Linked DNA regions of Sus scrofa: region 2 is linked to region 1. Evidence: chromatin contacts called from public HiChIP or PLAC-seq data. All regions are on one chromosome and are shown on one strand. Each heading gives the region's core, a stretch centred on a gene start, on an enhancer-like site or on the middle of the called end of the contact. The rest is flanking DNA. Distances are from core to core; before and after follow the strand shown.

Region 1 (6,575 bases), core at 917-3,416:
CTAACTTTTGGTTGTTATAATACTTGAGAATTTAAGGATCAAATCTTAGTCTGACTCTATCATTCCAGAGACTGAAATTGTAGCCCCTCTCTGACATAATCCTAATCCTGGTCTCAGAGCTGCTGCTTTACTCCCCCCAGATAGTGGTAACGGTTTGGGTGTTTTGAAGGAAATGCTTGATATTTAGCTTTTTCCCCCTAGATTTCTAGTTCATTTCAATATTGATATTTGATTAGAATAAAAAAAAATACAAATCTGACTATGTTATTCTCCATCTTTTACTTTAGTGTCTCTCCACTGCCCTCAGGATAAAGTATGAGTTTATTATTTGTGATCTGGTTCTACCCCTCCAGGCTCATTACTCACCATTTTCTAGCCCTCAATTTTAGCTGCAGCCACTTAGTGACTGTCTACTGTCCATCCTCCCCAGCATTCCTCCAGCTTTAACTTGTTTAACACCAATCTTTCAAGAAATTATAACATCTCTGAGAAGTCAGGAAGCTTTCCCTGACTATCCAAGAGTGGGTCAGACCTGCCCCCCCACACACACACATTGTTTTTAGCTCCTTATGCTTACCTTTAGTGTAATACCTAACTGCACACTGTATTGTAATTGAGTACTAATTTGACCCTGCACTAATCTATACATTTCTTGAAGGCAGGACTTTGTTGCTCTATGCTTGATAGAGCATTTGAATGCACCTGGAGGATGCACATTATTTTTTTGAACTGATGAATGAAGGTACCGCAAAGTTTTACCCAAAGCCCCTGATTTCACTGTCTTCTTAATGTCTTCCCATGTATGTTTCCTCCATGCCCTAGAATTTTTTTTGCAATAATCCAAAGAAAGCGGAGAAGGTGGGATTAGGAGGATACAAAAAAATGGAAGCCAACTGTAGTAAAAATAAAGGCTTGTAGCAGAAAATACAAATTAATGATCTTAACTTGCGGAAGAGATAGCAGAGTCTCTCCGTTGAGGATTAATGGTGACCACGGCCAAGCACGCTCCTTGAATCTGAAGGCTCATGTGGTGCACCCAAATTCTTGTCCGGTGTAGCCCTGAGTCCCGACAAGTTACTCACCTGAGGCAAGGCAAGAAGGAAACTGAGTAGCCAGGCTGCCCCCAGAAGTTTCCTTCCAGCTGAGCGGGGTCCAAGCGGGTGTAGTACGGCTGCCTGGCGGTCGAGCCCAATGACCACAGGCAGGAAAGCTGCGGCATACATGGCCATTAGTTTCAGGAACATGAGTGTTCGACATGCGATGTCCCCGGCCAGCCACTGAACAGTGATATTCCAGGAGGCATCTAGGGGCATAACCACAAAAGTAACCAGTAAATCGGCAGCTGCTAAATGAGCAAAAAGTCGTCGTACCGGAGAGGGGCGGAGCTGGCTGGGTTGCGGCCGTGTCACCGACCACAGTACGGCCAGGTTTCCTCCAGCCGAAGAAACAAATAGCACAACGGTCACTCCAACCCGGACCTTAGCTGCAACTGAGAAGGTGGGTAGCTCTGAGCTCTCCACCTCTACTCCTGATCCCGCCCAGACCTCTTCCCCCACTGCTGACCCCAAAGGGGTGCCATTGCCTGCAGACATGGTGACATGGAAGGGAAAGGGATGGGGGGATGAAGTGTGGGTTTGAAGAGGTTAGCTGAATCCACTCATTCTTCTTTCCTTTTCAGGATCTGGAGTTGGTTATTTCGCGAACTTAGTCCACTAAAGCCTCTGAATCTGGAGATTCTCCGTATGTATTCTGGAGGTCATCGGTCCAAGTGTTAGAATCCTGCAGGGAACAGGGATCTGGTGCTGGCTTTTACTTCCACAGACTTCTCAAGCCCCTAGGGCATCCTAAATTAGGGGAAACCTTATCCTAGCGGCCGCGGCAAGAGCACTGCGGCACCTTCTCGCTCCGCCCCCCATCCTGCAAGCCCCGCCCTTGGCCTCGAATGTTTAAAGAAGAATGTGCCTCTGGAGGCGTACTTAGGAAATAGAGATCAGCTGATAAGAAGGCGAGCTAACGGAGGCACCCACAAAAACACGCAGGTGTAGGCCCAGAGACAAGTGCTTCTAGTTCCGAAACTCCGCTTCTGTGGCTGGCTCCGTTCAAATTTCTTTTTGACGATGTTTGTCCCTTGCGCGACACCGTTGGGCCGTCCGGTAGGCGTGACTAGGGGCGGGAAGTGGGCGGGGGTGGGGCTGCGGAGCCGGGGCCGCCGCTGTCATGGACGCCTGGGTCCGCTTCAGCGCTCAGAGCCAGGCCCGGGAGCGGCTGTGTAGGTGCGGCCCGAACAGGAATGGGGGAGGGCGGGCAGAGGAAGGTCCTCGTGAAGCGAGGACAGTTCACACTACGGGGGTCAAAAAGGGTCATCTTGGGCTACGGGGGCCCGGACGGACCGCGAGGGGTTGATTTGAACCAGCCGTGAGGCCGTGATTCGTTTTTGCTCACGGGAAAGATGGGAAAACTGAGGCACGAGTGGGCCAGCGGGGAGGTCGCTCAGGGATGCGCGTTCACATGAGACTAATACTTCCCTCGCCGGGTGGTGGTGGCGTGAGGAGCATCCGCCCCGTGGTTGATAGCGACCTGAACTCTGTCCCCAGAGCTGACCAGTCGCTCCGAAGTTTCCGTGTCCCCTCATCCTACTGACCCGCGAACTCTTCTGCCTCCGTCCTGCCTTCTAGTCTCGATTCCCCTCAAGAGCCTTGGAAATCTCTCAGTTCACCTTTCTGAAGAATTTCCCCTCCAGCTATCCCCCACTCCCTCACGTGGACACACACATGTTCACACTAGAAGTGCTTGTGATGGACGCCTTGCCACCTTGTCCTCTTCGGGCCTCATGTAGTCAAATCTCTTATTTTCTCAATTCTAAGTAGTGCTACCCAAACTCTTCGAGGCTCCTTTTTATCCTTATGCCTTTCTTTTCCCCTGCCTGGAGATAGAGCTTGAGGAGGAAAGGGAGTAGTCTCAAATTGGAAAAAGGGGGAATCCAGACTTGCCTTTAGGAGGACGTTTTTGAGGGGGAGATTAGGGAGGTCTCCACCTTACATTACCGCTCACTCTCTCCTCCAGGGCCGCCCAATATGCTTGCTCCCTTCTTGGCCATGCCCTACAGAAACATGGGGCCAGTCCTGAGTTACAGAAACAGATTCGACAGCTGGAGGGTCATCTGAGCCTAGGAAGAAAGCGTAAGTAACCATGCCTCTTGGAGTTCCCTGGTGGCGTGGTGGTTAAGGGTTCTGCTTTGTCATTTCAGTGGTGCAGGTTCAGTCCCTGGCCCAGGGACCTCTCCATCCTCCTGGGCAGCTTAAAAATAGAAAAAGAAACAAAAAAAGCTGTTCCTGTCCTTTCATTATTTTATTTCTTTTTTTTCTTTTTTTTTTTTTTTTGCCTTTTTGCCATTTCTTGGGCTGCTCCCAGGCTGGGGGTCCAATCGGAGCTGTAGCTGCCAGCCTACGCCAGAGCCACAGCAACGCGGGAGCCGAGCTGCGTCTGCAACCTACACCACAGCTCATGGCAACGCCAGATCGTCAACCCACTGAGCAAGGGCAGGGACCAAACCCGCAACCTCATGGTTCCTAGTCGTATGCGCCAACCACTGCGCCATGACGGGAACTCCATGCCTTTTCATTATTTTAACACTTCCTCCCTCCCCAGCTATTCTTCCTTTGTTCTGCCCTGTTTTTTGGGGTGTTTTGTTTTTGTTTTGCATGTGGAATTTCCTGGGCCAGGGATCGAACCCACGCCACAGCAGTGAACAGAGCCACTGCAGTGACAACTCTAGATCCTTGACCCTCTTAACCGCAAGAGAACTTCCTTCCTGTTTTTGACCTTTTCTTCCAATTGTCCCTCATTTGCCCTTGCACTTATCTTCTGCATGTCTCCTGAGTAAGATAAAAGAGCAGGGGTAAGAGTAATGAAGGATTGGAGAGAACAGGGCAAATTTGAGAAAACTAGTGCCACAGAAATTAATTAAAACTTGTAAAAAAGAATGAACTGTTTCCGCTTTTCTTTTAAATTGTTATTATTGTTTCTATCACTTGCTCGACTTTCACTTTCTTTCTTTCTTTCTTTCTTTCTTTCTTTCTTTCTGTCTCACTCTCTGTTTGCCTCTCTCCTCCCAAATTTTTGCTTTTCCTTTCTAATCCCCACAAGTTCTACGCCTCGGTAACTCAGCAGATGCCCTTGAGTCAGCCAAACGAGCTGTGCATCTATCAGATGTTGTCCTGAGATTCTGCATCACTGTTAGTCACCTTAATAGAGCTTTGTACTTCGCCTGCGATAATGTCCTGTGGGCCGGAAAGTCTGGACTTGTTCCCCGTGTGGATCAGGAGAAGTGGGCCCAGCGTTCATTCAGGTTTGATATGCTTTTGTCCTGCAAGACTTTTTATATTCTCCATACTGTATAGCCCACCATTCATGAGAGAACAATCTATCCCAGCACATATACATCTTAATCACTTAATCTTTCATTTAGATCTTAAACCATCAGAGAATCATGAATGGGAGCAGATGGAAGACAGATGCTCTCTCATGATGGGTGACTAAGATTGGGCAAAATGAGATATTAATAATATTACTTTAATTTGGCTTCTATCTGTAAAACAGTTTATGTCCCTCACTGCCTGCTAATTCATTCATTCTAAAAATATTTAGTAGCTGCTTACTGTGAGCCAGGGAATAATAAAGCAAAGAGTCAAATAGGAATGGTTCATGCTCTCATGAAGCTTCTAGTCTAGTAGGGGAGTCAGTTATTTAAAACAAGTAATCACCAAACCATATATTTGTGGAAAAGTGTAGAATCTCATGAGGTATCTAACAAGGGGAGCTAATGTAGATCAAAAGGTCAAGGAAGAACTCTTTGAGAAAATTAAATTTTATTTCTGAGTAGAAGTTATACAAAGCAAACAGTAGCAGAGAAGACCATTCCAAACAGAATATAGCACATTCTAAGACCTTGAACCAAGAAAGGCTTAATGGAATTAGAGACATAGAAAGAAAGCCAGTGTGTTCTTAATGGAATTAGAGACATAGAAAGAAAGCCAGTATTGAGTAAGGACTTAAGTTCAAACTGGAGAGATAGACAGGGGCCAGATCATTCATGCAAGGCCCTCTAGGCAATGGTAGGATTTTTTTGTTTAGTTTTGTTTAAATTTTATCCTAAGGGAGTTCCCGTTGTGGCGCTGTGGCGTAGTGGTTAACAAATCTGACTGGGAACCATGAGGTTGCGGGTTCCATCCCTGGCCTTGCTTAGTGGGTTAAGGATCTGGTGTTGCCGTGACCTGTGGTGTAGGTCGCAGATGCGGCTTGGATCCCGCGTTGCTGTGGCATAGGCTGGAGCCTACAGCTCCGATTGGACCCCTAGCCTGGGAACCTCCATATGCCTCGGGAGCGGCCCTAGAAAAGGCAAAAAGACAAAAAATAAATAAATAAATTTTATCCTAAGTACAGTGGGTTCTGAGCAGGGATGTGACATGATTCAGACTGCTTTTAAAGAAGATCACTCTTGGAGTTCCTGTTTTGGCTCAGTGGGTTAAGGATTCAGTGTTGCTGTAAGCTGCAGCATAAGTTGGAGATATGGCTCAAATATGTTATTGCCCGATCCAGTGTTGTCCTGGCTGTGGCGTAGGCTCCAGTTGCAGCTCTGTTTGGACCTCTGGCCTGGGAACTTCCATGTGCCACAGGTGCAGCCAAAAAAAAAAAAAAAAAAAAGAAAGAAAAGAAAAGAAAGGAAATCTCTGATCTTTTTTGTGGTAGTATGGAAAATGGATTGCAGTAGAGCTAAAGAGGAGGAGATGTCCTGATGTTGCCAAGAAATGATGTTGGCTTGAGCTAAGGAGCAGGCTAATAATGAAGGTGGAAGGAAATACGATTTGGAAAAATGAAATTATCTGTATACCTCTCACGTGTATGTGTGTATGTATTTATTTATTTATTTTAAAATATGATTTGGGAAAATGAAATTATCTGTATACCTATCACATGTATGTATGTATGTATGTATTTAATTTTTTTTTTTTTTTTTTTTTTTTTGCAGTTTAAGGCCATACCTGCAGCCTATGGAAGTTCTCAGGCGAGGGGTCGAATCAGAGCTGTAGCCGCCGGGGCCTACACCAAGCCACAGCAACACGGGATCCAAGCCAGGTCTGTGACCTATACCACAGCTCATGGCAACACCTGAGTGAGGCCAGGGATCAAACCTGTATTCTCATGGATACTAGTCAGATTGGTTTCCACTGTGCCATGATGGGAACTCCCTGTATTTATTTTTTGTTTCCCTATGATTCTCTTTGTTGTTTTACATTATATTGGCACCTTTCCATTTCTACTTATGTCTTGGTTTTTGTCTTCATCTTTCTCAGTGTAAAACAAGGCATGTGGTGTATGAGCTGTGGGGGCAGAGGCATGGCTGGGGTGGTATGGAAAAGTAACTCCTTAGACAAATTTCTATGTCATGTTTATTCATTTCATACAATAAATATTTATTGAGTCAAGCACTAGTCTAGACACAGGGATACAGTGGAAAAGACAAATAAGATCCCTCCTCCTATGGAGCTTACATTGCAATGGGGAGAGACCAAGAA
Region 2 (7,286 bases), core at 4,010-6,509, 52 kb before region 1:
GAACCTTCAACCTCATGGTTCCTAGTCGGGTTCGTTAACCACTGAGCCACAACGGGAACTCCACCCTGCTGTAGTCTTTATGGGACCTGTTATGTAAGGAGAAAAGAATGAAGAAACAAGGAAGGTTGGGCTGTTTCTGACTACCAGTTGGTTGGTCATCTCCAGGCAATGGAATGATGTGAGAAAGAAGAAGGCAGAACACGGGGACATAATTGTGAATCCCATAGGCCTGAGTCCTGGGGTGTCAAGCAAGTTTTATCCTCTGTCCTTGTTGGGCGATGGAGCGGCTGACCACCTCTCCAAGTCAATCAAATGGTCAGTAAACAGGTTCTTGGAAATGTCTGGCTGGGAACCTAGCTTGGATATTTTTAACCTCTTGGACAGATGGACAGAGGATTTCAGTTATGAGGCCAGTGTGGGGTGGAGTGTGGGGGGGTTCAGGGGCGTGAGAACTGTGTTTCCCTTATGTGGTTCTACGGCTAAAGACTCCTCCCTCTCCAGTTCACCTGTCTCAATTCTGACTTCTTCCATCTGTTCAGGCTCATAGCTTCCTTCCTGTGCCCCCTGGTCTCCCATTTCTCTCTATTCCTGGTCTCTCATGCTTGTCTCACCTTCCAACTCAGAGGAATTTTTGTTTTCTGTTCCAGACCCCAAGATGTTTTTAGCTCCATATCCCTGAAGTTCAGGGCAAAGGTGGTTGGACAGTGACCAACGGCTCCTTTGCACTTCTGGAGAAGGTAAAGCTGCCATCAGTACCCCACAGCTTCTCTTCAGTTCTACCTCTCCAAGCTGTCCTACAGGAGCGTCCCATGCTCATGAACGTCACTGTCCCCAACTCTTGGGAACAGAGTTTGAGACCTTGGAAGCCCAGATTTGGCCTCATGTATCTTTGGAAAGGAGAAGAAATGTTGGTAGAGGTCAGAGGCAGTAAACCTGGGGTCCACAGGTGGAATCAGCTTGCAGACATTACAGACTTGTACAGTTTCTTCCTAAATATTTGAATTGGTTGCAAACATTAAAAAAAGCAGATTTCACCATAATCTATTGTTCTGGCTTCCCCTAAGAATGTGGTAATACTGAGTCCACATTCCCTCACGGCTCTTGCAGGAGCTAAGTAAGGGGTCAGGCAGACTCATGTTTGCCAGCTCTCACCAATCCTTACTGCATTACTTTCACCTGCTTCACTCCTTTATACCCCTGACTCTTGTCTGGTGTTAAGGTTTATCTTAGGTTGTCACCTCTGCTCTAAGTAGAGCTTCTTAAATATTTCCTCTGAAGGACCCCTAATTTTAGGGAGAACTAATTTTCCCCTGGGGCTTCTGGAAGAGTGCTAAGTAGCCTGTCACAAGCCAGAAATGTCTTTGTAGTATATGTATTATGTTTAAAAAGTGCAAATTTTGACTTATACTGCATAACATATTTATATAGCTTTAGTATAAAAATAATTGGTCTTCCCACACCAAATCTTCTTTTTCTTTTGCCCGTGTCTGAGGGCCAGGGATAGAACCCACCCCACAGCAGTGATCCAAGCCACAGCAGGGACAATGCTGGATCCTTAACCACTAGGCCACCAGGGAACTTCCCACCACCAAATATTAAAAGTAAAACTGGGAGTGCCCATTATGGAACAGCAGAAAGGAATCCGACTAGTATCCACGAGGATGCCGGTTCAATCCCTGATTTTGTTCAGCAGATAAACATCGGCATCGCCCTGAGCTGTGGTGTAGGTTGCAGATGCGGCTCCAATCTGGAGTTGCTGTGGCGGTAGCATAGGCTGGCAGCTGTAGCTCTGATTCGACCCCTTCCATTTGACAAGGGTGTGGCCGTACAATGCAAAAAAAAAAAAAAAAGAAAAAGAAAAGAAGTAAAACTGACACTCTGGAAAATGTGTCACGTGCCGTCTGTGGCTCCAAATATTCCTCATCCCTTTACCCACTGATAACCTAATTTAAATAGCACAATGCTAAAGACATGAGGCAAAGAGAGACTTGGAAAAAAAGACGCGGAGAGAGAGTCAGAAAAGGAAAGGAATCTCAAAGACAATAACAGTAAGCACTCTTTCGGGCTCTTGGCCACCACTTCTGACCTGGCCCAGCCAGCTCCTGGGAAGTTTGTAGACATCCCTGATGTCTCTGGACAGGTGTTACACTGGTGGACCAGGATGAAAAGCAAATCTCAAAAGAGAAGGCAGGCCAAGTAAGGGAGAGGTCAGGGGCCAAGGGCAGCCAAGTATGGTCAGAGGGGAAAGACTGTCTAGGGGCCAAGAGAGAGGCTTGGAGACAGGAAGCAGAGGGCTGAGAAAAGCACTGGTCAGCAGTTGTCCTTTCTCTCACTGAGCCCATCTTTTTGTGTATGTGTCTTTTTAGGGCCACACCCATAGCACAGAGAAGTCCCCAGGCTAGGGGTCGAATGGGAGCTGCAGCTGCTGGCCTACACCACAGCCACGGCAACACCAGATCCTTAACCCACAGAGTGAGGCTTGGGATCCAACCCCATCCTCATGGATGCTAGTTGAGTTCATTACCACAGAGCCATAATGGGAACTCCAAGCCCATCTTCCTTTCACTTCCTCTTACCCCACCCCCACCCCTAGTCTGAGAAAAGATAAAGAGTAAACTTGACCTCCTTAGATGAGGGAATGCCGCTCCACAATGGCTACATCTTTGGCCATAGCAGAGCATAAGGAGGAAGAGGACCAGGGCTTCTTTCCCTGTCCACATGGGATTTCATCTGTTCTCTCCAAGATAAGATATACCCCAGGTCTGTGTCCCTGACTTAGGTGAGTTTGTTCCTCCCACCCCTATTGGTAAGTCAAAGACAGGTCCAACCTCCCTCCTGTTCTAGTACTATCAATGCTGCCTTGGGTGTAATAGAGAATGTTCCAGACAGGATTTGGATATTGCCACTTGTCCATTTTACACCAAGGAAAATAGAATTACAGGATAGGGAAGATTTGGAGAGAGGCAGGGGTTCAAGTTTTGGGAACCCTGGCCCACAGCTGAGGCTCTCAGGAGGAGGGGAGGTTTGGGAATGGAGAACCGTCCCAGAGTCAGAGGTCGGGAGGGAGGTGGGCACAGCCCCTCCCTGCATTGGTCAGGACTGGGTCTTAGAAATCCCTGGATTCCTTCCTCCAAAGTCTAAGATGATCAAGGAGATCACACTTAGCGTCTCAGGTTCTGCAGTTAAGGTTGGATCACTGCCTTCCCTCAGACTCGCATTAGGGTTGCAGGAGGAACCTCCCTTCCCTTCAGAATACAAAAGGGCAAATTAAGTACTGTTGGGAATAGGCAAAGACTTTTCTAAGATGATACTAGGAAACCAGAGCTTCATTATTTCCAGCTTTCCGGTCCCAAATGATCTTGGGGAAAAAATGAGCCTCAGTAGGGGAAAGGTCAGTGGAGAAAAGGTTACCACTGGTCTGGCCAGATTAGCTGAGCTATTTCTGTCTAGCTCATTTCTTTTCTCTGTCCTCTGGCCAGACATGCTGCATGAGGGGAGATAGAGACGATCTGCCCTGCAGGCCCATTCCTCAGTCGGAAATTTCTTGATGGTCTGCTGGATTTGAGTCCTGGCTTGCTGCTTGTGACCTTGAACTCTGCTGCAAGGGTATCTCTTTCCTTGCTAGTTAATGGAATTGCTGATCTTCCTGCTACTCAGGCTGCAGCAGATTCTTGGAAAGGACTGGCTAGATGCCTGAGGTATCTTTAGCCTGCCCAGCTGAAAACAAGGTGGGGAAATCCAGTGGCTGGAATGAGTTCAGCAAAAGCTGGACACATCCTGATCTTTATTCTCAGGACCATTTGGATTCTTGCAGGTGGATCAGCATCAGCTTGAAAGATTCCTAGTGGACATCGAATCAAATCGTTTCATACACGAGGAATGTGAGGCTTGGAGGCTAGACACGGAACTTTCCCAAGTGCACAAAGCTATGGAGTGGTATAACCAGGACCATGAGTCAGTGCTTCGCCCAGTTGAAATGGCAGCTTTTCCCCTTGGCTTAGTTCTTAAACCATCCTAGGCCTATAAGCCACCCTTCCTTACTTTCAAAGTTCAAACAGCAATAAAAATGAATTGAGGAAGGAGTTCCCTGATGGCCTAAAGGTTTAAGGATCCAGTGTTGTCACTGTTGTGGTGTGAGTTCGATCCCTGGCCACATACTGCAGGCATGGCCAAAAAAAAAAAAAGAATTGAGGAGAATAATTGCCTTCTCCTCACCAAACAATGGGTGTCCTATCCACATAACATTTGACCCTCCAATTTTCATTGGTCTCCCCTCCCAATCTTTTAGCTTCATGTTGCATCTAGGTCTTCCACTCAGCTGTTCCTCAAACCACTTGAGTCCCTGTGCTTAAATTTGCAGACCCCAATCTCAAGTTTCCTATCCAAGGTTGGAGGGGACATGGGGTAGGGAATAGGATTCTTGCCTGAGAACTTAGCCTGCCTGGGGCCACAGCCGTGGGAGTGGAAGCAGTCTGTTCAACATAACAGGTCCCAGCAGGCACACAGTACACGGCTGAGCAAGAATGGCGTGGAGCCTCTCTAAATGTTTGCCAACAGAGCCTCAATCTCTAATCTCTCAGGTGGTCCTCTGGAGGATTAGCAGCCAGGATCCTATTTACTGAGCCTTAGGCTTCAGCCTCAGCCTGCCCACTAGAACCTAAAAGCTATGGAAAGTAGGGGAAGGGTCAATGGAAACAGTCTAGCTCATGCCTGGAACACTTCTGGAATCTGGGGAAGCTGCTGGGTCCCCTGTCTCTGGCTTTGTTCAGCAAGGTCACCTGCCAGAAGCAGCGGGAAGCCAGATGGGAAAGAGTCCAGGAATGGTCTGATCTTTCTGACACCTTGTCTTTGAGGCAGTGCAACTGATTACAAGTGGCCACTCTAATCTTTATTCTTTCCCCTATTTCATGGGAAAAGGATGTGTGTATATGCGGAGGGGGGAGCAAAGATGTGTTCAGTTCTCCTCTACTGTCTCTTGTCTAGAATCTTCTTTGTTCCCAACTTTTAAATTCCCATGCTGACATTAAGTGGGATTTAGCAGGTCCAGCTGTGCACCCCCCACAGCTATAGATACAGTTAACCAGATTAGGTCTGGTATGTGTGTATATACAGGGGAGAAAGGCAAAAGGAAATTTTTCAGTGTCTTTTATTTTTGTTTCTTGCAGATTTCTCCCTGGCCACAATCAGAGGCTATAGTGTGACTATGGGAAACCCCAGTGACAGGTCCCCTGGCCCCTCCACGGACACAATACCACAGAAAACTAGAAAAGGAAACATCAATCATCACAAATTGCTCAATCACTCTGGAATGTTCTGTTTCTATTCCTGTTTCCTTCTCTGTTCTCTTGGCTGCTTTAAACTTAAAACCTACTACCACACCCAAATCAGGCTTTTAAGGTGCTTTCCCTCAATGGAGCCACAGCCCCTATTCATTCTTTGCAATGGGGTCAAAAATCTCTAATATTAGGTTGCCAGCCTCTATCACTTGATGCTGTAGGGAATTCAGTCTGCCTGTCTGAATATGGTTGAGGAATTTCTTGATGATTCTCCCACATCCTCTCTTTATGGCTTTCACATGTTTAGTAAGGTCGCTATGACAGCATCTCAGCTATCTATGCCTGCTTCCTTATCCAGTCCCTATTCTGGACACGCAGCTCGCCCGTGACTGTTGCATGTCAAGTGGCTGGAACCAATCAGTTCATCTAGGGCTTCCTCAGAAGCCAATCAGAGCCTAGGGAAGTGACCTCACCCAAGGGAGAACTGTGTGGGTGAGAAAGCACCTCTCAGAGCTGAGTGTCCCTAAGTCCTTGCCTTCCTCATGCCCCCCCTTACTTCCTGTAAAGCAACACTGCCTACCCTCCCCCACCCCTCCCCCAAAGAAGGGAGAGAAAGGCTGACCAAAAGAGAAATTGCAGTTCAGCCACATAGCAGATTCCAGAAGTGGAGAGAAGGATATTTAGAGGGCTCCCTCTTCACAGAAACACTTTTCAAAGTGGGGTCTCCAGGGCCTGGAAGAGGGTGAGTGGGTGTGCAGAAGAATCAGCACCTCCTCCCGACTCCCTCCTCCCACCTGGCCTTCTTGACTCTCCCCACAAAAATAGCTATAATCGCTCCTTGTAAACAAGGACAAGAGCAAGGTCAAGTGTGGGAAAGCGAGGGCCCGTGTCCCTGTAAACACATGTGAACAGAGATAATCACGTCCCCATTGCTTGAGGACCAGAAGCTCAAAAGCCAGCTGCTCTGCAGGGGGTGGGCTGTTTACAACTCACTCTGCACAGCCCTTAGGATGAGTTCCTGAATGTTCCCTGGCAGAGCTAGATTGGGAGTAGGTGTCCCACCACAGGGGGTGGCAAGAAGGTACAAAGGACAGGAAGGCTGAAACCCCCAGTGTGTCACACAGGACTCTTCACAGGTAAGGAGAGAAGAACAGCTCACTGGGCATCCCCTTCATTCCTCCAGCCCTCTCCCACTGGGCCTCGCCCTGGACAGAGACAGATAAAAACATTTTACTTAAAAATATAAAACTGGTCTGACTGCTCCTAACTGTTCCCACCCCCAATTACCTCCAAAAAGAACTGTAAAAAATGGGTAGGGGCATGCGCACAGCTGTCTCGGCTCTAAGGACTCCAGGAGGAAAGGACCCTCCTTTCCCCTTTTCATACAGTCAAGACACTGGTGCTTTGCCCTTCCTTCCCCCAAGATATCACAGGCGATACAGTTTCAGAGGAAAGAGGGAGGGGAAAGGTGGAAAAGAGAGCTATCAGTTGCCACTCTCTATTCGTATCTCCAGGGACCAAATAAGTTATCTGGATTCTGATCAAATGATTTGATTATTCACAAAACCAAATAGTAGGGAGGAGTTACTCTCTGTACCCTAAATCAAGAAAGATATGAGGGTCCAAGGTATTGTTCAGGGTCCTTCTTCAGTATATAGCCTCATCCATATTGTCATCACTGTCACCCCCAAAGTCCTCTCCATTGTCAAAATATGACATGATGTAATCAGTTTCCTGAAATAGAAAAACAGGAAGGAAGGTCAGGTATATTTTCAGTGTTCCACTTCGTCCCTGTGCACCAGTCTCCTTTCCTCTCAATATCCCCGTTCTGGGGCTGAGAGGGCCCTTCAAGCTGTAGTTCACTCTTGAGAAGTGCCCAGGGGCAGATAAAGTGGAGGGCACTATCTTTTGGAGGCACTATCTCCTTTGGTCCTCCAGCCCTCTGAAGAGACCACCCCTGGTGGACAAGGTTGAGATTCCTCAGAGCTCATGAGCAGAAGAGAGGGGGTC

What was found. HiChIP or PLAC-seq counts read pairs in DNA pulled down with a chosen protein or histone mark.
Region 2: a contact with region 1 is called in an H3K27ac HiChIP or PLAC-seq map of skeletal muscle. The contact joins the enhancer-like site here to the promoter of PEX11B in region 1. A contact is called at or near these places in 3 of 5 promoter capture datasets (fetal liver, fetal skeletal muscle and liver), 4 of 47 Hi-C or Micro-C datasets (embryonic fibroblasts, heart right ventricle, omental adipose tissue and 1 more) and 2 of 2 datasets of contacts at active chromatin or transcription factors (alveolar macrophages and skeletal muscle).

What each region holds. Positions count from the first base shown.
Region 1 is chr4:99,413,237-99,419,811 of Sscrofa11.1, forward strand. PEX11B (peroxisomal membrane protein 11B) reads left to right here and starts at 2,167. Exons shown (of 4, transcript XM_001927969.4): 1 at 2,167-2,273; 2 at 3,064-3,179; 3 at 4,147-4,348. The coding sequence starts at 2,218. It overlaps GNRHR2 (gonadotropin-releasing hormone (type 2) receptor 2), which reads right to left and starts at 1,612. Exons shown (of 3, transcript NM_001001639.2): 1 at 1,083-1,612. The coding sequence starts at 1,592.
Region 2 is chr4:99,357,817-99,365,102 of Sscrofa11.1, forward strand. It overlaps POLR3GL (DNA-directed RNA polymerase III subunit RPC7-like), which reads right to left. Exons shown (of 10, transcript XR_002343450.1): 9 at 6,874-7,010; 10 at 5,129-6,481. Among named protein-coding and RNA genes, the nearest start is that of TXNIP, 13 kb to the left of the region's middle. Within about 2 kb of position 5,260, at least 66 of the 83 cell types and tissues checked have an H3K27ac peak or open chromatin away from gene starts, as enhancers often do. A contact at or near this core is called in alveolar macrophages, embryonic fibroblasts, fetal liver and 5 more, where this site is marked.